2 separate regions of the Oryctolagus cuniculus genome follow, and region 1 is linked to region 2. A link is a contact called in public Micro-C data. All regions are on one chromosome and are shown on one strand. The core of a region is the stretch at or near the end of the contact, and the rest is flanking DNA. Distances in the headings are between cores, read along the strand shown. Region 1 holds the start of CHMP3 (charged multivesicular body protein 3). Region 2 holds the start of RMND5A (required for meiotic nuclear division 5 homolog A).

Region 1 (3,325 bases), core at 749-3,248, 130 kb before region 2:
CGTCGGTGGCAGGGGCCCAGGTACCTGAGCCAGCACCTGTTGCTTTCTCAAGGGCATTAGCAGGGCGCTGGTTAGGAAGCTGGGCACCCAAGTCTGGAACCTGTGCTCATATGGGATGCTGGCGCTGCAGGTGGTAGCCCAACCCGCTACACCACAGCACTGGCCCCGAGATCACTTACTAAAGAAGGATTTTATGGGGTTTTTTCCTCCCATTATGAACACGTCTAGGTGTCCTAGAGCTGTGCTAATCAAGCTAGCCTGCATACTAATCACTAGAGAGGTCAGAATACAAAATCTGATTCCGTCCAGAGGTTTCCAACAAGCTCCCAGGTGACGTGGACGCTGCTGCCCTGCACCTGAGTAGCAGGACTGGAGCGCACACGAACACGCAGCCCTAACGGCCTCTACCAGCTAACACTCGAGCTATTTCAATCTCCCATCATCCAAGACACTCTCCCTCCTAACTCAGCAGGGACTAGGGCTCCGAGAAGTTAACTTTCCGAGATCACAGGGCTGAGGTGTGGGGGCGCAGGCTGACTCTGCAGGACGCCCCGAACCGCTCACCTCCAGACACCATCCCCTCTAACAGGCAGCCCGAGTTCGCGGCTAGGTCCCGAGCCATCCCCAGGAACATTGCTCTAGGCAGGCTCCCCGTTCTAACTAACGTGTATCTGGGGTCGGTGTAAGGACGCACGACAGAGCAAAGAGGAAACAACGCGGTGGGCGCCGAACCGCTGCACCACAGTCCGGGCCGGGGAGCCCCTCAGGACGGCGCGAGGGGGCGGGCCCTGCGGGGAAAGGTTCCGGGAGGGACGTACCATCGCGGACATGGGGGAAGGACTTCGAGGCCAGGGCTGCGCCGCTGCCTCCGCGCCCCGTGGCGAGGTCGAGGAACCCTTAACCCAGCCCTCGCTGCGTGGGGGGCAGGCGCCCAGATGCCAAAAGCTGCCTCTCCCCACCGCCGCCTCCTTAGAGACTCTTCCATCGGCCCCCTCGGTCGAGTGGGAGGCCCCGGAAATGGGGGCCGGGCAGCCCCTGGGCAGCCGAGGGAGGAAAGTGTCCGGCCGTTCGCCAACTCCACTGTGCCCCACGCAAAGCCACCCACTCTTCTGCCGCCGCCGTAGCCCTTACCAGTTCTTTGGGCGGCTTCTCCTGGGTTTTCCCAAACAGCCCCATGGCGAACGGAACTCGTCTTGCCCCTTCCGGCTTTCCGTTCCCTGCGCCTGGGCAGGTCACGGGCAGCCTCCAGGGCGGGGCCGGCCGAGAAGGAGCGCTGACGCCCGGAGAAGGGAGCGGCGGCGGTGGGTGTGGCGCATGTGCACCTCACGCATGCGCAGCACTGAGTCTCGGGGTCGGGGAAACGTTGAGTCGGAGTGGCGCCATTGCGCATGCTCTGGGAGGACCTGGGCCTTGTGAAAATATTTTTCCCTGTAAGACACAGATTTGTTCACTACGCTTCATCGCTTCTCGGCCTTTTGGCTAAGATCAAGTGTGTTGCCGGCACTTGGTGGTTACAGCTGATGCTGACCGCACACGTACACCTCTTTGTTGCGCCAGAAGTCTGACTCCACCGGTCGAGCACATTTACAGTCACTTTCCAAATGGCTTCCCGTCTGTGTGCTGTAGGCAGGTCAAGAGCGACAAGCTGGAAACAGATTTCTTCCCCAGACCTGCGCCTCCCTTCTCTTGGCGCCACCACCCCCTGGTCACTAAAACCTGGGCCGCAGCGTCTTTCTCCCTCTTACCTTACCCAGCCCGACTTCTCCATGGGTCCAGACTTGAGCCCTCTCCCTCCCATCCCAACTGTGGCCGCTTCTGTCCAGGCCACCGCCGCGTCCAAAGTGGCTGATTCCCACCTGGCATTTGTCCATGCATGTGTCGTCCTGCACTGCACTCTGGCGGGGACCTTAACCGGATTCTTAAAGGAACTGGCTGCAGAGGACTAGACGCATTTTTGCTGGGGCGATCTCAGATGGAACCTACACAGTGAGCTGGAGGTTCCCGGCATTACGTCAGGGGATGGTAGGAGGGGACCATGCTCCCGTCTCTGGTGGGAAGGCAAAGTGGTACGCTTTGAAAACTTCAGCGATCTTAAAAGATGAATTTTATTTTTAGCTGACATAAATTGCACATATTTGCAGGATCTAGCATGAATTTTTAAAAAATATTTATTTATTTATTTGAAAGAGTTACAGAGAGGCAGAGAGAGAGGTCTTCCATCGGTTGGTTCACTCTCCAGATGGCTGCAACAGCCAGAGCTGCGCCGATCCGAAGCCGGGAGCCAGGAGCTTCTTCCAGGTCTCCCACACAGGTGCAAGGGCCCAATGACTTGGGTCATTTTCTACTTCTTTCCCAGGCCATAGCAGGGAGCTGGATTGGAAGTGGAGCAGCTGGGACTCGAACTGGTGCCGACATGGGATGCCTGCACTGCAGGCAGCAGCTTTACCTGCTCGGCACAGCACCGCCCCCTCTATATGACATTTGAATACATGTATATAGATCTTGATGATCAGAACAGGGTAATTAGTGTACCTTTCACTCAGGTATTTGTAATTTCTTTACCTTGGTAACATTCAAAACCCTTGTTCCCATTTTCAGATAAACAATTATTGTCAACCATAGTTATCCTGTAATGCTATACAACTATTAAAAGTTCTCTAGTATTAGAAGTTATTCCTCCTAACCTACTGTACCCTGTACTTCTACCCATCCTCTCTCCATTCTGCCCATGCCCACACCTTTTCCAGGGTCTGTAACCACTCGATAGTCTACTCTCTGCTGCTATGAGATTTTTTTTTTCCTTTAAGATTTATGCATTTGAAAGGCACAGTGACAGAGAGAGGGAGACATCTTCCATCTCTGGTTCACTCCCCAAATGGCTGCAACGGCCACGGGCTGGTCCGAGCTGAAGCCAGGAGCCTGGAACTCCATCCAGGTCTCCCATGTGGGTGGCGGGGGCCCAAGCATTTGGGCCATCTTCCATTGCCTTCTGAGGTACATTAGCAGGGAGCTGACTGGAAGAAGAACAGCTGGGACTCAAATATGGGATGCTGGCATTGCAGGCGGCAGCTTAACCTGCCGCAGCATGTCAGCCTCAATGAGATCAACTTAACACCCATGGATAAGTGAGAACATGTGCTACTTGCATTTGTGTACCTGACTTATTTCACTTAACTTAATGTCCTTCAGTTCCATTCATGTTGCTTCAAATGACAGGACTTCCTTCTTTTTATCATGGAATAATATTTCATTGTGCATGTATATACACCACATTTTCCTTTATTCCTCTGTCCATTGATGTACACCTGGGTTGATCTCACGTCTT
Region 2 (3,337 bases), core at 248-2,747:
CCTGTGCCGGGCATTATGTTCAGTTCCTCACAGGGGCTACTTCCTTCAGTGATGACAACTCCTTGAAGACAAAAAACAAAACGTGAGTGAGCTTAGCAAAGGGAGGAACAAGCATGGAAGAACGGAGGAAGAGAGACACATCGAGGGGGAAACTCAGCTCCCCTCACGGCCCTTAGGAAGGAAGAACGGGGGAGGGGGCAAGACCTGGGCACCTGGCCCCGGGTCCGAGGAAGCCCGCAGGCTCCAGGGGCTGTCTCGGAGAGGAAGCACTTTCGCTCCTTTGGGCGTCTGAGGTTCACAACAGCCATGGGAGACAGAAATACTGAGTGACGGAGATTCCTGGCGTTGGGTGTTTTTCTGTTAAACAGGGATCAGGGCCATCTGTTAAGAAAAGAGGGCAGAAGGCAGAAACGGGGTGGGTGGGGAGGAAGAGATGAGAATAGCATCAGCTGGATTACCCTAAGGCCGCCGGCCACCATCACCGGCCCATTGCAAGCACTTACGCGTATTATCTAGTCTAACTACCAATGACGTGCTATTAACTCCAATTATTAAAAAAAAAATAAAGGAAACTGAAACTCAAAAGGCTATTAAAAAAAAAGCCTTCACGGTTTTTCTGAAGTGGTGCAGACAACAAAGTCAAACAAATCCCAGCGGACGTTGCTAAGTGGCGCGAACATGACAAAGTCGTGACAGGACAGAGCCGCGCGGGAAGCCAAAGGCTGCGGGACTCCGCGCGGTCACGGGAGGCCCCGAAGACGAACCGGGCGCCGGAGTCCTCCGCCCGAGGCGGCGGCACGCGGCCGGCTGCGCTCGCTCGAGGCCGCAAAGGTCGGCGCCGCAGCTCGGGGCGTCAGGCGAGACAGGCCGAGGCCGGCGGCGCACAGCGGGCAGGGGCGTGCGGGGACGAAGCCGCCCTTCCGGCGGGCAGTCCAGCTCCCCGGCGCGTGCTCTCGTCCCCACCGGTCAGGAGAGGACAGGGCCCAGAGGTCGCCGCCCCGCGGGGTGTGGGGAGCGCGCCGGCGGGTACGCGCCGGGAGAACCGCCCCCGCCCGCCGCGCCTCTCCGCCCGGGCGGCCCGACTCCGCTTTCCTTCCGGGGAGATGGGCCCGTCTACTCAAAACTTCGGAGCGTCGGACCCACTTTTCCCTTCAAGGCTATAACAAGAACTGTGGCTGGGACGAGGCCCTACGGAAAACGACCGTTTTTATTTTCGTCCTATTCCCACACACACACACACACACATACATCCCAACCCCCTATGGCTTTCCGGAAACGATTGGCCTCACTCGCTCCTGTCTCCAAGTCTCCCCCTCCAACAGCGAGCCTATTGGTTTGGACCCCCGTCCTGGATTGGCTGAAGGCTTACGCCCCGGTCAGAGATTGGAGGAAGCTGACTTCTTACATAGTCCCCGAGCCCCATTGGCTGGTTTTCCTCGTTTCTGGGCGGGGTGGTTAGGAACGGTTTCCACCCCCTTGTTTACGGAGCGCGTAGTTGTAGCGCTCCCTGCGCGTAGGGGCTGTGTCTAAAGTTCTCTATTTAGCTCCTCAGACCAATTGGGTTCTTGCCTCGCCCTAGCCCTCGCCCTCGCTCTCGCCCGCTTGTCTGCGTGGTCCGGCCCACACCTTTATTAGCGGCGGCGTGAGCGGACACTCGTCGCGCTCCTCCGCCCACGCTCTCCAGGCTTATTCTCCCTCCCCCGAGGGTGCGCTTGGTACGGCCCGCGCCGCCTCTCTCCCTAGCTGGGGTGGCTGATCCCCCCCCCCCGCAGTCGGCGGCGCTTGGTGTCGCCCGGGAGAACCAGGTCATCGGTCGGTTCCCGTGAAAACAAAAACAATCGGCGGCGCCGCCGCGGGCAGCCGAACGCGGCGAGCGGCGGTCCGAGCGGGCGAGCGGGCGGCAGCGGCGGCGGCGACGCGCCTGGGGGACCCGGGGGCCATGGGGCAGGCGGGCGCGGGCTGCGCGGGGCTCCCCCGGCGCCGCGGCTAGCGCGCCCGCCGTCTCGGCCGCCTGCCTGGGGGACGAGGAGCGGGACGCGGCCTCGGCGGGGCCCGGGCCGGACGGCTGCGGACTGCCAGGCGCCGGCGAGCCGAGCGCCGCCGCCTCCGGCATGGATCAGTGCGTGACGGTGGAGCGCGAGCTGGAGAAGGTGCTGCACAAGTTCTCCGGCTACGGGCAGCTGTGCGAGCGCGGCCTGGAGGAGCTCATCGACTACACGGGTGGCCTCAAGCACGAGATCCTGCAGAGCCACGGTAGGGCGGCGCGGGTGGGCGCGCGGGGCAGGGCCCAGCCAGCCTCGCGGCGGAGCCCCTCACCCACCCTCAGGCTCAGGCCCGGCCCGGCTGCGGGGGGCGCAGGGATGCCCAGCACCGGGACTTTGCTGCTCTTGTTTCTCGGTTCACCTCGACTCTGCCGCGACCCCGGAATGAGAGCCGGGTCGGGCGGGCTGGAAGCGTGGGTGGGCGGCCTCCGCCGCACCTGCAAACTGCCGGGCTCCCCCGGCCCCCGGCCCCGGGGGGCTCACGTGGCCGCGCGGGCTGTCCCCGAGAGTCCGAGGGACTGGGGGGTCGGTATGGGAAGCCCCTTGGTCTACCGGACCCAGATCTTTGGCCGCGGCACTTTTCTTTCCTGGCCTTTTTTAGGGGGTGGGGGGTGGGAGCAGGGGAGTCGAGCGTTATTCTTGGCGGTGGGTTACTGGGACAGCCGCTCCGGCGACTTCCGACTCTGCCGCCCTCCGGTGCAGCCTCTCCCGAGGCCCAGGGAGCAGGCGCACGGTGGAGTGGGGAGCTGCCCGCGTTGCCGGCTCGGGTTTGTACAGTTCGGCTCCGTGCTGTGTCTAGATGATTGATTGCACTGTGACCCCAGGCCCCATGGGGACGCCTGGTTTGCCAGAGCTAACTTTTGGAAGCTGGTCTGGAAGGGGCTTGGGGTTTTGGTTTTACCAGGAGCGTTAACGGCCTGGTGTCCTTCGACGCGGAGAGTCGCAGGGCTGATTCTTGCTGATGGAGAAGGGAAGGGCTGGCTATTGAATGGGCTTGCTCGGGAGGCTGGGGAGCGGCCCTCTCCCCCGAGCAGGGCTGGGAGGGGGCAGAAAGGCAGGTATTTGTGGCAGGTGAGACCAGGGCGGTGAGGAAGCCCCGGCTTCCCTCCTCTGCGTTCTTCTACGCCTCCCTTTCCCAGGCTTGAGTTTCAGTGGAGGGAGAGTCCTCGGCTTCTCACTGTGGACACAGCAGTCATTTTTGAAGTCCAGGAAAGAAGCAGCCCTGCAACCGTAGTGATTAAAATATTAATATGGAAAAGACCGTAGCAAGAGTTCCAGTTCTGCTGTGGAAACCC

What was found. Hi-C and Micro-C count contacts between places; a contact is called where the count stands out from the background.
Region 1: a contact with region 2 is called in a Micro-C map of ear pinna, with 7 times the contacts expected there. The contact joins the promoter of CHMP3 here to the promoter of RMND5A in region 2. A contact is called at or near these places in 2 of 6 Hi-C or Micro-C datasets (ear pinna and an unstated tissue).

Annotation. Positions count from the first base shown.
Region 1 is chr2:116,184,501-116,187,825 of mOryCun1.1, reverse strand. CHMP3 (charged multivesicular body protein 3) reads right to left here and starts at 1,998. Exons shown (of 6, transcript XM_051842695.2): 1 at 1,857-1,998. The coding sequence starts at 1,871.
Region 2 is chr2:116,049,206-116,052,542 of mOryCun1.1, reverse strand. It overlaps RMND5A (required for meiotic nuclear division 5 homolog A), which reads left to right and starts at 1,497. Exons shown (of 9, transcript XM_017340241.3): 1 at 1,497-2,253. The coding sequence starts at 2,112. It also overlaps the pseudogene LOC127490298.